Regions from separate parts of the Mus musculus genome. Here regions 1, 2, 3, 4 and 6 are each linked to region 5. Evidence: chromatin contacts called from public Hi-C and HiChIP or PLAC-seq data. All regions are on one chromosome and are shown on one strand. Each heading gives the region's core, a stretch centred on a gene start, on an enhancer-like site or on the middle of the called end of the contact. The rest is flanking DNA. Distances are from core to core; before and after follow the strand shown. Region 1 has its middle 70 kb from the start of Gm36528. Region 2 has its middle 220 kb from the start of Gm36528. Region 3 has its middle 350 kb from the start of Gm36528. Region 4 has its middle 140 kb from the start of Gm36528. Region 5 overlaps Auts2 (autism susceptibility candidate 2). Region 6 has its middle 420 kb from the start of Gm36528.

Evidence for each region. A called contact is a pair of places that touch in the nucleus more often than the background predicts. HiChIP or PLAC-seq counts read pairs in DNA pulled down with a chosen protein or histone mark.
Region 1: a Hi-C map of muscle stem cells shows a contact between it and region 5, with 2.7 times the contacts expected there. The contact joins two enhancer-like sites. A contact is called at or near these places in 2 of 484 Hi-C or Micro-C datasets (ganglionic eminence and muscle stem cells) and 1 of 9 other capture datasets (embryonic stem cells).
Region 2: a Hi-C map of cerebellum shows a contact between it and region 5, with 2.8 times the contacts expected there. The contact joins two enhancer-like sites. A contact is called at or near these places in 5 of 484 Hi-C or Micro-C datasets (cerebellum, embryonic stem cells, granulosa cells and 2 more), 1 of 115 datasets of contacts at active chromatin or transcription factors (embryonic basal ganglia) and 1 of 9 other capture datasets (embryonic tail).
Region 3: a contact with region 5 is called in an H3K4me3 HiChIP or PLAC-seq map of embryonic basal ganglia, with 5 times the contacts expected there. The contact joins two enhancer-like sites. A contact is called at or near these places in 2 of 484 Hi-C or Micro-C datasets (olfactory sensory neurons and uterus), 1 of 115 datasets of contacts at active chromatin or transcription factors (embryonic basal ganglia) and 2 of 9 other capture datasets (embryonic tail and embryonic trunk).
Region 4: a Hi-C map of cerebellum shows a contact between it and region 5, with 2.5 times the contacts expected there. The contact joins two enhancer-like sites. A contact is called at or near these places in 2 of 484 Hi-C or Micro-C datasets (both in cerebellum), 1 of 115 datasets of contacts at active chromatin or transcription factors (embryonic basal ganglia) and 2 of 9 other capture datasets (embryonic stem cells and embryonic tail).
Region 6: a contact with region 5 is called in a Hi-C map of Sertoli cells, with 3 times the contacts expected there. The contact joins two enhancer-like sites. A contact is called at or near these places in 3 of 484 Hi-C or Micro-C datasets (Sertoli cells, cerebral cortex and cortical neurons), 1 of 115 datasets of contacts at active chromatin or transcription factors (fibro-adipogenic progenitors) and 2 of 9 other capture datasets (embryonic tail and embryonic trunk).

The regions. Positions count from the first base shown.
Region 1 is chr5:132,824,695-132,827,885 of GRCm38.p6, reverse strand. No RefSeq gene overlaps it. Among named protein-coding and RNA genes, the nearest start is that of Gm36528, 70 kb to the right of the region's middle. Within about 2 kb of position 1,340, at least 8 of the 459 cell types and tissues checked have an H3K27ac peak or open chromatin away from gene starts, as enhancers often do. A contact at or near this core is called in muscle stem cells, where this site is marked.
Region 2 is chr5:132,970,063-132,973,231 of GRCm38.p6, reverse strand. No RefSeq gene overlaps it. Among named protein-coding and RNA genes, the nearest start is that of Gm36528, 220 kb to the right of the region's middle. Within about 2 kb of position 1,896, at least 10 of the 459 cell types and tissues checked have an H3K27ac peak or open chromatin away from gene starts, as enhancers often do. A contact at or near this core is called in cerebellum, where this site is marked.
Region 3 is chr5:133,105,592-133,108,671 of GRCm38.p6, reverse strand. No RefSeq gene overlaps it. Among named protein-coding and RNA genes, the nearest start is that of Gm36528, 350 kb to the right of the region's middle. Within about 2 kb of position 1,566, at least 26 of the 459 cell types and tissues checked have an H3K27ac peak or open chromatin away from gene starts, as enhancers often do. A contact at or near this core is called in embryonic basal ganglia, where this site is marked.
Region 4 is chr5:132,891,543-132,894,739 of GRCm38.p6, reverse strand. No RefSeq gene overlaps it. Among named protein-coding and RNA genes, the nearest start is that of Gm36528, 140 kb to the right of the region's middle. Within about 2 kb of position 1,884, at least 35 of the 459 cell types and tissues checked have an H3K27ac peak or open chromatin away from gene starts, as enhancers often do. A contact at or near this core is called in cerebellum, where this site is marked.
Region 5 is chr5:132,228,484-132,231,601 of GRCm38.p6, reverse strand. The region is part of intron 2 of Auts2 (autism susceptibility candidate 2); the gene reads left to right. Among named protein-coding and RNA genes, the nearest start is that of Auts2, 310 kb to the left of the region's middle. RefSeq lists an enhancer at 1,242-2,450. Within about 2 kb of position 1,696, at least 76 of the 459 cell types and tissues checked have an H3K27ac peak or open chromatin away from gene starts, as enhancers often do. A contact at or near this core is called in Sertoli cells, cerebellum, embryonic basal ganglia and 1 more, where this site is marked.
Region 6 is chr5:133,171,630-133,174,996 of GRCm38.p6, reverse strand. No RefSeq gene overlaps it. Among named protein-coding and RNA genes, the nearest start is that of Gm36528, 420 kb to the right of the region's middle. Within about 2 kb of position 1,381, at least 71 of the 459 cell types and tissues checked have an H3K27ac peak or open chromatin away from gene starts, as enhancers often do. A contact at or near this core is called in Sertoli cells, where this site is marked.

The DNA.
Region 1 (3,191 bases), core at 91-2,590, 600 kb before region 5:
GCCCACATGTGACACGTAAGCAGGGAGACACTTGGAAAGACTTAGGTGAAAGGCTTTTAACACCACCAAGGGAAACATTCAGATTCTCAAACTCACAGACTCTGTGCCAGCATATAAAAACTGTAACTCCTAACCTTTAACTAGGCAGAGCCCAGTGGAGACCAAGCAATCAAGCAATGTGCTGGGCTCAGTGACATCATTGTCCCCATGGAAGATAGGGTGGACAGATTTCCTGCCTCTGCAGATTTCCGAGAGCATGGGAATGGGGACACCTAAGGACGTTGAAACCTGCCAAAAGGTCATTGCCACAGACAACACCTTAGCACTATGAGCCTTATTTTGTGTATATGTATGTGTGATATATGCACACATGAATGAGAGACTACACCTGCCTATGTGCTCTGTACCATATAAGATGACATTTGGAGGTCATTCTACCTTATCTTCTTGAGGCAGGATCTCATAAAACCTGGAACTACACTGACAGCCAACAACCTTCTAGGACCTTCATATATCCAATCACACACACACACACACACACACACACACACACACTGCGCTGATGTAACAGGCACAAACCAACACACCACCTTTTTATACGGGTGCTCAGGATTCAAACCCATGTCCTCATGTTTGTGTAACAAGAGCTCTTACTCCTAAGATATCTCCCCAGCCCTGTGAGCCTCAATTTCTGACCTGTATTGTAATGGCTCTTGGATGTCTAGGGGACTCGTATAAACTGAACTCATTGGTATTGCTAAAGATAGGGCTTACAGTGTTTAGTTATTGTTGTTGTTGTTATTTGCTGTGTGTGTTTCTGTTTCTGTGTGTGTGTGTGTGTGTGTCTGTGTGTCTGTGTCTGTGTCTGTGTCTGTCTGTGTCTGTGTCTGTGTCTGTGTCTGTGTCTGTGTCTGTGTCTGTGTCTGTGTCTGTGTCTGTGTCTGTGTCTGTGTCTGTGTGTCTGTGTGTCTGTGTGTGGCTGCATGGGGAGGCCAGGGGTCAATATCAGGTGTCTCTCAGTCACTTCCCACCATCTCCTTTTGAGACAGGGTCTGTCACTGAGCCTGAGGCTCCTAGCAAAGCCCTAGAAAGAAGCCTCCTCTTCTCCCCCCACTCCCACCCCCACCCCCACCCCCAACCCCACCCCCACCCCCACCCCCAGCCCCACCCCCACCCCCACCCCCAGCCCTGCGATTCCAAGCATGTGCCACATACCTGACCTTTACGGAGTGCTGGGGACCAGACCCAGGTCCTCATGCTTGTTCCGAAAGTGCTGTCTGTACAAGCTGAGCCATCCCAGCCTCTGTGTGTAGCTAACTGGGGGCAGTGCGAGTGAGTTGTTGCACACCCATTCAGAGCAATGGCTCCTCCACAAATATTGGTCTACAGATTCATCATCTACATCTCGCTCTGCCATCTGCGATAATACACGGGCATGATTTCTTCTTTACAGAGGATTTCATCATGCTAATATTCCATGGGAGGGCATTTTGCTGTAAATTAAAAGAGAGAGGGGGGAAAAAACCCGTAGGCCCATCTCCATGCTGAATCTATTAGCTCCACAGCCAGCTCTTTCCCAACTCAACTCCAGCTGACCCCTAGCCAGCACAGACCAGGCAAAGCCCTACCAAATCTGGGTGTCCAGTTCTCAGTGTTCAAATAAATAGAATTTTCCCTACCAAAGGAGAAGCCAAGACTGTACGATGCTTCTAAAATATGCACATGTGAGTCCAGGCCAAGTGCCGGCCATGCTCTGGCCCCAGTTAGGAGCTGGCGGCTGTGCAGGGGGAAAAAGCTCAAGCCAGGCAGATCGGGAGCTGGAGCCCCTTCTGCCTCTGCCACTTAGAAGCATCTAGAACACTGGGAGGTATGAGGCCTTGCGTCTTCACCTAGAAGCCGGTTGTGATGTTAGTTGGCTCTTTCTCATTTTCTAAAAAGGATTTATCGGTATTATTCGTATTTATGTATATGTCTGGGGGTGGGGTGCACATCTGTATGGGTGCCCACAGAGGCCAGAAGAGCGCATTGAATTCCCTGGAGCTGGAGTTGCAGGTTGTTGTGAGCCACCTCTGGTGCTGGAAACCAAACTCAGGCCCCTGGCAATGCTCTTAACCACTGAACCATCTCTTCAGTCCTATTAATTGCTCTTTTTTAAAAAAAGATTTATTTATTATTATATATGAGTACACTGTAGCTGTCTTCAGACACATCAGAAGAGGGTGTCAGATCTCATTATGGATGGTTGTGAGTTACCATGTGGTTGCTGGGATTTGAACTCAGGGCCTTTGGGAAAGCAGTCAGTGCTCTTAACCGCTGAGCCATCTCTCCAGCCTTAATTGCTCTTTTTAAAGGCAATATTCACACACACCTTCCCTCCCCCAGCTTTGAGCTACTAATCTACTCCACCCTCAGACTAGGAGATTTCACCCAGGAAAGCACATGCATGAGATTTCATTTCTCTCTCCCTATCCACGTCTCCCTCTATCTCTTCCCCAACCTCCGCCTTCACTCTTCCCCTCTCCCTTCCATCTCTCTCTCTCTCTCTCTCTCTCTCTCTCTCTCTCTCTCTCTCTCTCTCTCTCTCTCTCTCTCTTTCTGTCCCTCTTCCTCTCGCCCCTCCCCACCCCATGTGTGTGCGTGCAGGCATGCATGCACACCTGGGAGGGTCTTGGTTTTTGAGGTAGGATTTCTCACTGGGACCCGGATTAGAGATAGGCTGGGTAAACTGAAAGCCTCAGTGTTTCTTCTGTCTCTGTCTCCTAGCACCGAGATTACAAGCATGTGCTGGCTGCCACATAGGGCTCTCTGTTAAAGTATGGCTCTGGTTCTTCCTCCCAGCCTCATCCTCCCAGAAATAACACTCAGACTCAAAATATATTCACAAATACCTTGGCCATATAGTTAGGCTCTCCCCTGACTGGATATAACTTAAAATATCCAGTTTATTCTAGCCTACATTCTGCCATATGACTGGTTACCTGTGCTTAGGTACCATGTGTCTGTCTGGTCACATCTTTCCAGAGAATCTCCCTGCCTCCTTCTCTCCCAGAATTCTTTCTCTTCCCATGTCCCGCCTTCTATTTCCTGCCTAAGCCATCGGCCATAGACTTTCTAATTGACAGGTGACACATCCATACAATACACAAGATATTCTCTCTACAGCTCTCTCACACATGCTCTGGGTAAGTCTT
Region 2 (3,169 bases), core at 647-3,146, 740 kb before region 5:
AGGCTACTTTCCTATTGTTCCCAAGACCACCTGCCCAGGGTGGTACTGCCCATCATGGGCTTGGTTCTCCCAGGTCAATCATTAATGTATAAAATCTCCCCGCAGACTTGCCTACAGGCCAATCTAATGGAGTCAGTTCCTTAATTGAAATACCCTCTTCCCAGGTGATCCTAGATTATGCCAAGTTGAGAGAAACTAATCCGAATAGGAATCCTTCTCAATCTCCCTTCCATCCTATTCACTTGACGCAGGGTCTCTCAATCAAGCCCAGCACTGAGTCATATGACTAGTCTTGGGCTATAGGGTTACTAAGTCTCTACCTCTGAGGCTAGAATGATAACTAGGTTTTCAGGCCCACCCTGGATTTATGTAGGTTCTGGGGAATCCAAATTCAGGTCCTCAATTTGCTTAGACAGTGAGCCTTTTGTACTGGTCAGAAGACCAGAATATTCTAAAACAGGAAATAGGATGATGCTCATACCAGCTCATGGGCATGGAAATGCATTGTGAGTCAGATGCCATGCGAAGAATGTTAGACATGACTTTGAACTTCACAGTGGCCACAATAAAGCAGGCTCTGTTGTTACTCTTTGACAGATAAGTTAAGACTTGGCAAGAGGAGATCAATTGTCCTGGTATTTCAGACACCACAGCCTGAGATGCAGGAACTATTGTATTGCCTAAATGACCAAACGTAATAGCTTTGAAATGTTGAAATGGGCAGAAAGCACAAAAATATCATGGGGTAGTTTTTAAAGATTTACTTTATTATTTTTAAGTGTGTGTGTGTGTGTGTGTGTGTGTGTGTGTATGTGTACATGTGGGTACAGTACCTAAGAAGGCCAGAAGAGGGCATCATATCCCTATGGAGTAGATCTTCCTGAAGTTGGAATCACAGTTAGGTAGTTATAAACTAGCTGCCACACAAAGGGCTGGGAACTCAACTCTGACCCTCTGCAAGACCAGCACATGTTTTTAACTGCTAAACTGTCCACTCCCTTCAGTTATTAAAATTTTATTTCTGTATGCTTATTTGGATATCTGTGTATGAGCATGCAGGGGCCCAGCACAGTGACTCACTTCCTTCACCTCTGTCCCACATTCTTCTAAAATGGCACCACCAGACTTAGGTCAAGCATTTTAAACACGAGCCTGTGGGAGACATTCAAAGCCTGACACTGACTGGCCACTTGGGGAAGTATTGTCTGACTCTGTGATAAACTCTGCCCTCCCTTTCAGGGCCTTCCCTGAGAAATGAAGAATTTCATTTGCTGCTGTTGAAAGTGCTCGAAGCAGAGAGCCCTCAACAAGTACTTCATCCGGGGGCTGGGAGATGGTTCCCTGCATCAAGTACTTGCTCTGAGTTTGAACACCAAAACCATACAGAAACACTAGGTATGATGGTACATTGGAGACATAAAACAAGAGATCCCTGGGGCTCGCTGGCCAGCCTAGTTCCAGAGGAGTTAAAAGACTCTGTCTCAAAAAGAACAACAAAGGAGGCAGATAGAAGATGCTCAGTGGGTAAAGGCACTTACCACCAAACCTGATGACTCGAGTTCAATTTCCAGCATCCGCACTTTAGGGGAGAAACAGCTCCTACAAGCTGAGCTCCACAATGCACCATGGCATTGTGGCCTGCTTACACACACACACACACACACACACACACACACACACACATACACCACATACACAGGAGGCACACGTGAAGAACAGGAGGACATGTATGGCTCCCCAGAGGCAGGAATGTGGGGACCAGCAGACAGTACAAGAATGAGTGTTTCAGGGATGAAGCCACCAACTGTAAGGACAGGAGCAGAACAGAGTGGGACAGTCGCAGATCGACTCATGGAGGCACGTCAGCTGCCATGGGCCTTACAATGGATAAGCTGATTCCTTCTGGCTCAGGGATGCTGCCTTCTGGCCTGGAGCCCCACACAGCCTCTTTCTAAACCACATCCTCAAAGGCACAAGCTCAAAGGAATGAAAGCAAGATGTGTTTTCCAAAATCGAATTTCCTAAAACCCAAATGGCGAGTCAGGAACCAGCATGAAGAGGCGCTGTTGCCTGGTGAACTTGGAATGGAGCCCAGGAAGGAGGTTGGGAGGGTGTGTGTGGGGGGGGGGGGCTTTTCCTAGGAAAGGAAAGTAGCCCGCTTGCTAGCTACTCCCTGAAGCTCCAGGTCCTCCCAGCAACCAGCTCAGAAATTCACACTCCCTTCCTGTATGTTCAGAGCTCTTCCAGGTCTCATATCTGGGGATTCTGGTGGGCCAGTTCACAGTAAATGTGTGATTTCTTTCCAGGGGACACATAAAAACAATGTCTACCCTTTCCCCCAGGGTCCCAATGACAAATGGAGGCCTGATTCCAGCAAAATTCACAATGGTAACCAATGATTTTTTGGAGGTCATGTAGAACATAGCTGAAAGGTTACTTACATGGGTACTGGTCCCTAGCCTATCCCTGTAGCCAAACAGAGGGAGCTCCTCTTCCTTACTCTTCCCTGGCCTTTTCCCCAGGGCACAGGCAATTTAGGCAGAATTGTGTACAATAGGTGGTGCAGAGCAGCTACTCAGGTGAGAGTCTCATGACCCTCCAGCCCTCCATGAGGCAGTATAAACAATCAACAAGCCCAACTAGATGATCTTTTATTGGGGGGTCTCAATAGCTCCCCATAAGATGGCTATTGCTTTGCTCCAAGGACAATCAGGACAATGTGAAAACCTGGGAGATCAACCCTGGTAAAGTTTATTCAGATGAAGAGCATATCAGCTTAGGATAGCACAGCCAGTCTCCCTGCGCTTGGCCGAAGCGTTCATGGGATTTGTATGTTGTGTGTGAGTGTATTGTACGTGTGTGTATTGTTCAGATTTTGCATATGTATAGGTGCACAGGGATGTGTGTATAAGTGTATATGTGTTGTGCATGTGTGTATATTTTGCATGTGTATAGATACACACGAGTGTATGTGTGTTGTGCATGTGTGTATGTGTATATATTTTGCATGTGCATAGATATATATGAGTGTATGTGTGTGTGTTGTGCGTGTGTGTATATTTTGCATGTACATGGATATATGTGTGTGTGCATATGTGCATGTGTGCGTGTGTGCATGTGTGCGTGTGTGCATGTGTGTGTGTGTTTGGACATGGAGACCTGAGGCTGA
Region 3 (3,080 bases), core at 317-2,816, 880 kb before region 5:
CTGGTTAGCACGAGGGAAATAGCCTCAGCCAACTACTCCTGCCATGCTGACTTCTGCCTGCTTCTGCCACTTTTGGCACAAAGTGATGGATTTAGTCAACCTGTACTAGCATCTCTGAAACCCTGAGCCAAATAAGCCATTTCTCTTTAGAGTTGTTTCTCTCAGGTATTTTGTTATCATGGCAGAGGCAGAAAGCTAACACAAATAGGAATATCCTAGAGAAGCAATCCTTGAGGAATTAACATGAAGGGAAATGACCTCAAGGCAAACAGAGGACCATTTGAGGACATATTTCTAGCAGGCCTTTCTAAATGAGACTTTCAGATACCCTTCTATATAAAATGCTTACTCAGAGAGTTGTGTTTGCATATGAAATGTCTTTCAAAGACTCATGGACTGAAAGATTGTTATCTAACAAATGGGTTCCCTTAAAAATATGTGGAAGCCAGACATGGCAATACATCCTGGTAACCCCAACACCCAGGAGTAGGGCAAGATTGAGACTTGGAAGCGAGCCTCGGATACTTTGTATAAGCTTGTCTTTAAAAAAATATAGACTGCTTCAATCCATTACTTCATATGCATATTTGCTCAGGCTCATTTGACAAAGCAACTGTCAGCTTTAATAGCAAAAAGCTTTAAAAAGTCCCTACAAGAATAGGATGGTCACAGCTACGTGCTGTATCTTGATTGGGAGAACAAGCTTGGCTAACATTCATGAGCCCTGGGTTCCATCTCCAGCATCATATAAACCAGGCATGGTGGTACATGTTTGTAATTCCAGCACTCAGGAGGTGGATCATGAGTTCAAGACCATCCTCAGCTACATAGCAAGTCAGAGCCCAGACTAGACTACGTGAACTCTGTCTTAAAGAACAAGACGTAAAATAAAATAAGCTAAATCAGATATTTCAATTTACTCCATCTCCTCACTCTCCCCTGCCCTGATTTCTAAACAAGACAATAAATTCAACTCTGTAATCTAGGGGGTGCTGGTGTAAATGTACAGACTATACTTAGGAGGCAGAAGAACCTCCTAAGGATTGATAGCTAGAACTCAGAAACCAGACTGGAGTGCTTAGCAAGCTTTTGTCTTAAAAACAAAACAATATGTGTGTGTGTGCACATGTGTCTCTATGTATGAGTGTGTGTGTGTGTGTGTGTGTGTGTGAGAGAGAGAGAGAGAGAGACCCACAGAGGCTGCAGGTTAAGCAGATGAGAAATGAAGGAAAGAAGGGAAGACAATAGAAAGAAGAAACAGAAAGGCGAACAAGGAGAGCCTTTCTCCAAGGGAAAAGCCCAACGTTTGTCATTCCAAGGGATAAACATTTTACAACCCAGCTTGACTGTGTCATGAACACTTGTGTTTTAATAGTACGCCTGCAAGCTTTCCAAACAAGTGTTTACCTATCACAATAAACAGTTATGAGCGAGGAACACAAAACAGAAAGAACCAGGGGCTGGCAGACTGCCAGCGCCTGCCACGTGCTGTTGTGCACGGGAGCCTGTCACTCAGGCTCTGTGGCTTTGAGTCTGTTGTCTATGTCTGTGGCAGCCACTGAGCCTTTGGGACAGGCTGGGGGACATCTTAAAGGGACAGAGTAACTGAACACAACTGGGTGTTCAAAGGAACACAGAGGAGCAGCTGACCAAGGGCAGCTGACAAGAGAGAAGTGGTCCCCAGAGATGGGAACTCTCTAAGATCTCCCGGAAGATGTTTTATAGAAACACTTCTAACCCTTTCTTTCCTTTACTCTTCACAGCGGGGTCACATATGCATTTAATAAAGAAGCAAGTGCCAGGCCTCTGCTTACACAGTTACAATCGGCTACCAGTAGCTGACAGTCTCAGCAAAGCTGACCTATGAGAGATGGAGTGTAGCTCAGCAGTAAAACTCTTGCTTAGCATGCCTAAAGTACTGGGTTTAATCTCAAGCATGCAACAATAATAATAATAATAATAATAATAATAATAATAATGTAATATAAAATAAAATGGTCACTATTATAGATTTTTATGTTATATAAATTTGTTGGATTAAAAATGGACAGTCTGTTGGATCTGAGTTACCTCACTCAGGATGATATTTTCTAGTTTCATCCATTTGCCTGCAAAACTCAGGATGTCCCCATTCTTAATATCTGAGTAGTATTCCATTGTGTAAATGAACCACATTCTCTGTATCCATTCTTCTGTCGTGGGACATCTAGGTTGTTTCCAGCTTCTGGCTATCACAAATAAGGCCACTATGAACATAGTAGAACATGTGCCCCTGTGGCATGGTGGGGCTGGAACTAGAAAATATTATCCTGAGTCAGGTAACTCAGACCCCAAAGGACATAATTGTGTATGCTCACTAATAAGTGGATATTCACAAAAAAAAAAAAAAAAAAAAAAAACAAAGTACAGAATACCCAAGATACAGCCCACAAAACTCAAAAAGGTCAACAAGCTGAAATGCCCATGTGAGGACACCTCAGTCCCACTTGGGAGAGAAGAGAAGAAAGCAATCACAAGTGTGGAGGGAAGGAGGGACCTGAGAGAGAAAGTGGGAAAGTGGAAGGAGGGGAGGGGAACCTGATCTGGTATTGGGTGAGCGAAAAGGACTGAAGCCCTGAGGGCTAGCAGAAAGAATGGAAACAGGCAACCTCTGGAGATAGGAGGTTGGGGGTACCCTCCAGAATGCACTAGAGACCTGGGAAGTGAGAGGCTCTCAGGACTCAAAGAGAGGGACCTTAGATGAAATGTCCGACAGTAGGGAGTATAGAGCATACCTCCAGCAGGAAGACAGGACATCAAGTGAGGGATGGGGTTGCCATCCCACAGTCACAACTCTGATCCATAGTTGTTCCTGTCTGAAAGAATTACAGGGATGGAAATGGAGAAGAGCCTGAGGAAAAGAAGGTCCAGCAACAGGCCCAAAGTGGGATCCAGCTCAAGGAGAGGTCCCAAGGCCTGACACTATTACTGAGGCTACGGAGCGTTCACAGAAAGAGTTCTAGCATGACCACACTCCAGAAGATTCCGCAAGCAGCTGAAAGAATCAGATGCAGATATTTCCACCCAACCAATAGGCAGAA
Region 4 (3,197 bases), core at 635-3,134, 660 kb before region 5:
ATGCAAATTGTAATTCTCTATAAGCATGGTCAGTCTTCTGCCCAGGTGCAAGATGCTTTCTTCGAAATGGCAGGGAAGGCCGGGAGGTCATAGCCTTCTGCCTGCAAAGAGCTGGGCTCCTCTACTGACAAGACCTGCTCAGATCCTATCCCCAGAGAGGAAGCTGTAAGGCCTCACTCGAAAACATACAAAGGAATTTTGACATTCAAAGAGAACAAGGACACCAAGCTCAAACACAGGAGCACACTTATTTAAACTCAGCACCCCTGAAGACAAGGCAGAGGGATCATAAGCTCCAATCCAGCTTGCGGACATAGCAAGACTGTCTCAAAAACAAAGGCTGGGGATGGAGTGAGAAAGCTAGGCTGACTCCATGATAGGCTTCAAATAAAGTCCCAATACTTGGGAAGCTGAGACACGAGGAAATGCTGTGAGTTTGAGGCTAATTTGTACTAAATATAGTATGTTGGGCAGCCTGGGCTACTGTGCAGAGCCTTGTCTCCAAAAGAGAAGGAGACTGGGGGGTGGGGAGAGAAGAAGAGGATAAGGGGAGGAAGGAAGGAAGGGAGGGAGGGAGGGAGGGAGGGAGGGAGGGAGGGAGGGAGGAAGAGAAAGGAAAGAAGGAAGGAAGAATGGTTTTAGTTAACTTGAATTTTGAGTTTTAGGGGTCACACAGCAGTACTGTGCACTGTCTCCCACTGGTTTTGATGTAGACGTTGCTTAGGTTCCTCTGCAGCGACCTTTAGGGCCTTAATCTTAGGTTAGAGTCTACCAAGTCTGCATCTAGACATGGGGATCATTTGAGAAATGTTTTACCCAAAACTAACAGGTAGTTAACTTGGCCTAGCTTTGCTCCAGCTCTCTTTCCCCACTCTAAGTATCAAAGGTACTGTCACAGGATTTTATTACTGTGAAGAGATACCATGACCAACGCAACCCTTAGGAAGGAAGACATTTACTTGGGGCTGGCTTACAGGTTCAGAGCTTTAGTCCATTATCATCATGGCAGGAAACATGCAGCATGCAGGGCAGCATGTTTCTAGAGACTCTGGAGCTGAGAGTTCTACAACTTCATCCATAGGAGACATCAAAGCCTGTCTACACAGCGATGGACTTCCTCCAACAAAGCCACACCTACCACCTACTCCCTATGGCTAAGCATTGAAACACCTGAATCTACAGGGGCCAAACCTATTTAAACCACCACAGGTACCTACTTCTCAGGCACTGTGAACATCTATCTGTCTATGAAAGGAGGGGAGCAAGGTGGTATCCAATCCTGTGAATGATCTGTCCCTTTTCTTAGAAAAGACACAAATGGTCATCTCTTTTATTCGCCTATCTGTCTCTTACTTTCATTATTTCTCTTACTGTTTGATTTTGTTGTGTTTAATGTAACCTACTCTAACCTTGAATTCACTGTGTAGCACAGGCTGGCCTAGAACTCCTGATCATCCTACCTCAGTCTCCTGAGTGTTGAGATTTACAAGTCTACACTACCATGAAGAGATTTTTTTCCCTCATTGTTTCTGTCCTTCATTGAAAAGGAGCTGATTTTTTTACGTCAATCTTCCTCCTCCTCCTCCTCCTCTTCCTCCTCTTGAACCATCACCACCACTACCACAACCACCCCTTCTTCACCTTTATTTCTCCCCCAAATCTATGCCTCTGACATTGATTTTCCTAGGGGAAGAGCTTCCAGACCTGGGTCCAAAAATAACTTTTTGGGGGATTTCTCTTTTATATAATTTTTCTCCAAGTAGAGCATCCACATCCCTGCTCTCAGAAATTCCTTGGCAGAGGTGCTCAGAGGGAATCTGCCTTAGAAGGCAGAGCATAGAGCAAACTAGAGCTGGAGGTGGTGACACTGTGGATTATATAACCCTTCCTTCCTGCTGCTAAGAGCCCAGGCAGGAGGAACGGGGATGCCAACTTGGCAGTAACACTGTGGGCCCTGTGCCTGCTGGGGAAGGGCTCCAGAGAACCATCTGGGCAGACTCAGCAACCATGGCCTCCTACCAGAGCCTTCTCTGTTCCCAGTCACTGCTTCCCTTGCTGAAATTTCAAGGGTTTTTCAAAGCAGGGTTCCCTAGGCTTACTGCAATGGTTTGTACAAGGAGTGGGACATGGCTCAGTCAGTAAAGCTTTTGGGGCACAAGCATGAAGAACTGAGTTGGAACGCAGGACTCAAGGCAAAGAGTCGTGGTGGCATGCACTTAAAATCCCAGCACAGGGAGTCAGGAGGAATATTGACCAGCTGGAGCTCACTGGCCAGACTGCGTAGGCAGATCAGCAACTACAACTCTGAATTCCACTTATAAACACACACACACACACACACACACACACACACACACACACACACACACACATACAGAAGGGCCGGGGGTAGGGATCTTGCTGTATTTGACCTTCAGAAACAAAAAAAGTAGGGCAAGGCTTAGCCGTATGAAACTGGCAAGCTTTCCAGAAGATTCTAGAACATGTCAAAGAGTGAGAACCATTGAACAAATGGAAATCCTAGTCTAGATATCTATCCATATGCATCATTAGACTGGGTCTCATTCCATATGGAACATCTTGACTGTGCAGCTAGCCCACGTCTAAAGAGAAATTGGCCACTATCTAGAAGTGGTCAGAGGCATCTCCAGGAACAGACCAGAGAGAAAAGTGTGGATCCCTACCAGGTATACTAGGACAAGGTCTCATCCCAGCAGGAACCAGGAAAGCAGCATCTCTCAATGAGACAGAACATAGGGAAGCCAGAACCTCAGCCACTCATGTCAGTAATAACTCAGACATCATCTCCAGCTGGTTTATGTATCTTCCAATCAGGACTGTCTCAGGGGCTGGTAGTGATGCTCTCTTACTCTGATGGTTAATATTGAGCCTGAACTTGAGAAGGTCTAAAATCACCCAGGAGACAGCCCTCTGGACATGCCTGTGAGGGGCTTTGTAGAAGGAATTAACTGAGATGGGGAGTCCCACCCTGAGTGGGAGATGGATGGACTGGGTCCTAGAATAATGAAAAGGAGAGCTGAGCCCCCACATCCTCCGCTTCCTGACTGTGGATACAGCTAAAACGGCCTCCGTCTGGGGCTGCCATGCTTCCCCTACCACGAGAAAGTGTAGCCCAAGACACTCAACCCTTCCTCCCAAGTTGCTCCTATCAGGTGTCTCATCTCGGTGACTAGGAA
Region 5 (3,118 bases), core at 447-2,946:
CTAAGGAGGAAGTTTCAGGAGCAGTGTTGCAGTGTAGTTGTATGAAGACACTGAGCAGTGACACCTGAAAGGTCCCAGGCTGAAGCCTCCTGGGTCACTGGTCAAGGATTACAGCTTGACTGTGTGATTTAACACTTTGTGTGCCTTGCGAGTGGCTTCTCCGTCAACCATGTAGCAGGGGCTTGGGTTGCCCGCTGTACAGACTGCAGTCTCTTGTGCTTCAGAGTGAGGGAATTAGAATTAGAAAATGTAAGTCGAGCCTTCCTAGGCTGTGATAATGGCTTCAGATTATTGCTTTTCAGTGTTCTCTTGAGATGTTTTATTTCCCCCGTAAGTCCCCGAATCTACAGTGTCCATTAAAGGAAAATTATACCAAATTCTAAAATGTAAGTTTTTAAAGCAGCGGTCACCTTGTTTGACTTGTGCTTATTTTTGGATGAGCATAGGAACTTTGGACAGAGTGGGAATATTTGAGCATGGCGCTAGGGGTGCTGTTAGTGTTAACAGGCTGTGTACTCACCAAGTGAACATAGGTTTCCAAGTTCCTTTGGGTTATTTATGCATTTTGGTTCAGTCTAAAGGTTATTTAAAATTTTTGTACTTTAAATGCAAAATTTTATATAGTAGTACTTCTCTAGAATATTATGCATAGTTGTTGACGTAATGGCTTGGGTAGGCACAGATAGCTGGTATGTGAAGAATAAATTACCACATCAAAGCCTGTGTGCTTTAGAGGGAGGAGTGAGTACATTGGTAGGTATAGAAGATTACCTTTATTACACGGAAAATTTCAGTGTTTATATAAACTTTTGTGGGTTTAGCATATTTGTAGACATAAAGTGAGCCTTGGAGCCTTCAAACATGACCTTTTCATTTAGTAGCTGAGTGTCTTTGGCTTGGTTTTTCTTTTTCTTTTAATTCTTTTCCTGGATTTTTGAATCACCTGAATTAATACCTTGCCTTTATTGTCTTTATGTATTCACGTAAACTGAAAACCCCAAACTGAGTGGGTTGTTGTTATTGTTTGTTTGTTTTAAGTTTTTAAGTATGTTTTGTTTTGTTTTGTTTTAAAGTTTTGTTGTGTATGCTTAGCTGGCCTGCCACTCCCATCTACAATGCTGTTAACTCTCCACAGTCCTGCGTTAGCCTTTGGAATTGGTGCTGGAGACATGAGCATGAGCCCACTCCAGGCTTCAGGTTTCTGTTTGGTCACCAAAGCTTTTCTGTGTCTAGAAGACGAAGGTGAATTACTGTTTCTGTCCTGAAGTGAACCTCACACAGCCTTGTTGATGTTAGTGGGAATGCTAATATCTTTTCTAAAGTTCTTCTGGAGTGTTCCTCTGGCTCTATACTAAAAGGACTGTAATCTTTAGAAATTGAGTTCCTGCAGGGAGGCTGACAGCTCAGCAGATGGTGGGAGATTTTAGGGTGTTGTGTTTGTTATCGCTCATGTAGAGCCGACACAGACTCCAAACCCGAGTCTGTATTTCTCTTGGAGCAGACATTAACCTCTTTTTCCAGGCCGAGACAGTGAAGTGTATCAGTTTTGGTAGCCTGGGTTATAAGAAACCTAAATTAGTTTGAAGTGGAATTATCCTGTTGAAAGGGCAGTTGAAAGCCCTTGACACTGGACAGAGGATTGTCTAGTGTCTAATCTTGGCTCAGAACGCAGCAGACATAATGAGAGTCATTATGAACTGGTGATCTCTCACCCCTCCCCTCAGCAGACCGCATTAGACTTGCAAAAACAGAGAGCACTGTGTGTGCTTGGCCCTGTGCCTGCCCTGTGCCAGAGGAAGAAAGTCTACCTTGTTTGTGCTCCAACCAGATACCGATGTATCCTGTTACTGCTAGGCTGGGTTCTGAGTTCCTCTGTTCAAGCTCGTCTTGACAGATGCTGTCATGGCTGACCCTTAGCAAGACAAATGCAGCCACTTTGCAGGAGTTGGCTTCTACCCAGCTGTGCTTGCCAGTGTCCTGAAAGGACGTTCCTGTGTATTTACCTGTGGTCTATTACCCTCCATCACGATCTGAGCTACCTTCAGAATCTTGGCTGTATCTGAAAGCAATGTGTAGTTGTTTGTTCAAATAAATGCAGTCCCTGAACTTGACTTCCTGATCTTTCAATAACAGCTGTTGCTTAAATACATCCTGAGAATCTCCGGGAAGGTCTCCTGCTACAGAATCAGAACTTTGATAGCTGTGTATCATGGACTCTGGAAGCACCACAAAAAGAGACTCTCCACAGATGAATGTTGGGGGGTTTGCTCTGAATGTTAATCTTTGCCTAGGAGGAATGACAGTTTTGTTGTGTTGCAGCGGGTTGGGATGAAAGAAGACAAGTGGCTGGAAATGAGTGGGGTGAACTATGGTGAGAGCTTGCTTCTGAAGGGTGCTGGCAAAGAGGCTTCATTATGGTATTGAAAAACAGATGGGGGCTTCTTGAAGTCTGTGTAAGAGTGAGTGAGTATGGGTCTCCCTCTCCCTCTCCCTCTCCCTCTTCCTCTCCCTCTCCCTCCCCCCTCCCCTCCCCCTCCCTCTCCCCTCCCCTCCCCCCTCTCCCTCCCCCTGCCCCTCCCCCTCTCCCTCCCCCTCTCTCTGTGTGCTATGTGTGTTTAAAAATCATTCTGGCAGTTGTCTGGGGAAGGAATGGACACACACACACAAACACACACACATGCACACACACAGAGAGGTAGGGAGGGAGGGAGAGAGAGGGGGGGTGAGTGGTGCATTATTTTTTTCCTATCAAGCTCTTAGTAAGAGGCTGGTTTAGTAGAGAAAATAAAGTGGATAGGAAAAGATTTAGATATGTGGGTGTCTGTCAATAGAATTTAGCCAACACTTGTAAATTTAAAAGGTGCAAGAAGAAATAAATCAAAGTTAAGGAAAATGGGTATGTAGTTTTCATCTGAGATACAAGAAAGTACCTGTTGAAGAAGCACACATGGCTTTGTAGCTACATCATGACTCCATCAGTCTGGTGAACACGAGTTTAGAGTATCTTGCACTTGAGGTGTGAGTCAGTTGGTAAGGGCAAGTTTACATACATGAAATCTAACTTTGACTTTTAAGACATTGTACACTGTGTATGGGGATGTAAAGTGGTATTCCTAAC
Region 6 (3,367 bases), core at 132-2,631, 940 kb before region 5:
AGAGAGAGAGAGAGAGAGAGAGAGAGATTTGTTGCGTCTCACGGTTTCAGAGCTATCAGTCCATAGATGCTTGTGTGCATTTCTTATGCATCTGTGGGGAGGAAGAGCATCATGCTGGAGAGAGGGTGGATGGGTTAAGTTGTTCAGTTCATGGCAGCTGGAAGGGGAAGAAAGAGGAGACAAGGAGAAGCAGAGAAGGAGAGAGAGGGGAGAAGGAGAAGAGGGAAAGTGGGAAACATAGGATGTCTGTCACCTTGATTTATCAGCACACATGGCACATGCAGCTTAAAAGATCATACTGTAACTTCCTTGCAAGACAGACTAGACTGCAGCCCAGGCTCTGAGGGTAAGCATGCCTGGGACCACACCTTACCAGGGCGGGACCAGGATCCCTAACCTCTGTGTGCCTCTTGCCTTTTGTTTAAACCCCAGAGATGAACATAAAGGACCTCTTAATTTGCTCCTCTTCCTAATGTGACCACTTTGAATAGACCCTTTTCTCTGATGATGATGATGATGACGATGATGATGATGATGATCTTGTCTGTTCAATTGGATCACTGAGCCTGGGTATCCAAACCTAGCTTATTAGGGCTGTCAGAGTCTAGGCTTGGACCATAATTAGTCCAGCCACTAAGTGAACATCAGCCAGGAAGGGGTTTCAAGTGTTTTCAGTGAGACCATGAATAGTAATTGTTATACCTTAATTAAAAGCAAAATAAAGAGGCTGATGGTGCAGTGGTTGAGAGCATTTACTGCTCTTGCAGAGGGCCCGGGTGTTGTTCCCAGCACTTTAGTCAGACAGATCACAACAGCCTGTAACAGCCTGTAGCTCCAGTTCCATGAACCTTCCGGTTTCCTAAGACACCTGCAAACATGGTACACATTCAGACAGTCAGGCACGCGCGCGCGCGCGCGCGCGTGTACACACACACACACACACACACACACACACACACACACACACACACGAAAATCATTACATTAATTCTAAAAGAACACATTTAGCATTCATAAAGCTCTGGGTTTCAACCCAGCACGACTTACATACACACATACACATCTGCACAAACACATGTGCACATACACAAATGTACACACACCTATGTGCACACTCATATGCACGAATGCATTGAGTGCACACACAAATAAAAATGGCTAGTTGAAAAGATGTTTCCCGGGTAGGTTTTGGGTTTTCCTCGCGTCTCAGCAGCTGGCATATGAAGATGTGTGCTTTCTGTTTCTGACTTGTTCCTGCACCCAGTTGGCACCAGCGACTTAAAATTTACCTCTTTCCCGGACTCGGTGCCAAGTTACCCTGTGCAAAGCAAACTCTGAGCTAGGCTCATCTATGCTGTGCCAAAATTGAGCAAGTTTCAGCACAGAATAAAGTGGCTTTGGAATTCCAGGCTAATTCCAAGTCACTCTCTGGTTCCTCTCCAGTTTGCACAGCTGTAGAGACAGCCTGGTGGCTGCCGGCCAAGTACTTAAGTGGCTAAGAGAGACGGATGGAGTCGGAGGAAAGGTCAAGGAAAGGGCATTCCTAGGCCTTGGGACTCTTCCTGGTGACTCAGAATAATGTCTCCACTGGGTTTGTCACCTCTAGGCTGAGGGCAACTCCTTAGGGTTCTGTTATGCAAATGTGACAAGTGACTCTGTCCTAGTTAGGGATGCTGAGATGAAACACTGTGACCAACTTGGGGAGGAAAAGGTTTATCTCACTCCCTGTTCCTCACCACCATGAGGAACTGGGAGTGAGGCCAAGAACTCAAGCAGGGCAGAAACCTGGGGGCAGGAGCTGCTGCAAAGGCCATGGAGGGCTGCTGCTTACTGGCTTACTACTCAAGGCTTGCTCAAAATGCTTTCTTTTAGAATCCAGAACCCCCAGCCCTAGGTTAGCCCCACCCAAAGTGGGCTGGGCTTCCCCTCTCAATTACTAATTAAGAAAATGCCTGATCCTCGGAGGCATTTTCTCAATCATTTCTGATGACCCTAGCTTATGTCAAGTTGACATGAAACTATCTGGCACAGTCTCCTCCTACTAAATCAGAAAGTAATTCAAGGATCCATAGTTAGGAGAGTCCCTAGCTCTTTAGGCGTCCTTAGGATGGGCTCTGTCCCATATCTAGGGCATGGAACCAGGACTGGGCTTCAGCCCGTTCACCTTTCAGCCAAGTGTTATATCCAGAGTTCAAGGAACTAATTGTTGTTGAAATATTTAATCCCAATTGAGGGTTTCTATGCCAACTTTGATCATTCAGCTCCCGGATAAAAGACCCATAACTTTTATATTTACAATAAGCCCTATTCAGCATTAGAGCCGGGCAGATATTTATCCTCTGTGCTATTATATCTATTTCCCAGCCAATAATCTTATTATATAATTTGCCATGTTTCGCCTAGGCTGCTCTTAACTTCAATTATCCATCCCACGTGGCCATTATTTTAAGACTATTACCCCATAGTGGCTTCTCTTTTCTCCACCTCCTTCTCCTCTCTTCGTGGCCTGGAACACCAAGCCCTGCCTATCTCACTTCTGCCCAGGTATAGGATGTAGTCACCTTCATTTACTAATCAGAAATAACTTGGGCAAGGTCACATAGCATCACCTGGGTCTACTGTAGACTCTCTCATCTCTGGGGCAAACAGGTGTTGGGGGCCTGCACTTAGCGTTACAATACATAGCAACCTACCAAACCTCAACAGCTAATGGTACTCAGTGGCCTTGTTTTGGGAACCAGATGTGATGACTGTTGGTCTCAACTGTCAAATTAAGACTAGACTGAGACGCACTTGGAAGACACATCTCTGGCTGTGTCTGTGAGGGGGTTTCCAGGGAGGATTAAATAAGGGAGGGAAGATCCACTCTCAGTGTGGGTTGCTCCTTCTAACAGGCAGTCCCAGTAAAACGAGATATGAGCCAACAACGCATGCCCTGCCTCTTCTCCTCCTCAAGTAACAGTGTCCATCATTGTTGCTCTCTGCTAACAGCAGACTCCAGCTTCTCAACATGGACTCCAGACCAGCATTTCCCCAGGGAACTTAAAGACTTTTCAGCATCAGACTGGGATGGGCTCAGACATCCAGCTACTTGGCTTGAACAACTACCTGGTTCCCAGCCTTCCTAGTGAGCAGTGAGTCATTGTTAGACTACCTGCTCTTTATAATATAGACTAATTAATAAATTTCTCTCTCTCACATTTATGTATAAGTATACATATTCACTATTATATTCTGTTCCTTTAGATTCTTATGCTTTGGGTCACAAAACAGAATGTGGGATTTGGAGTAGATACGGCAATAGTAAAAAGGTTTCTGAATGCATGCCAACCAAAGACAACTCAAAATCAGATATATAATGGATCCA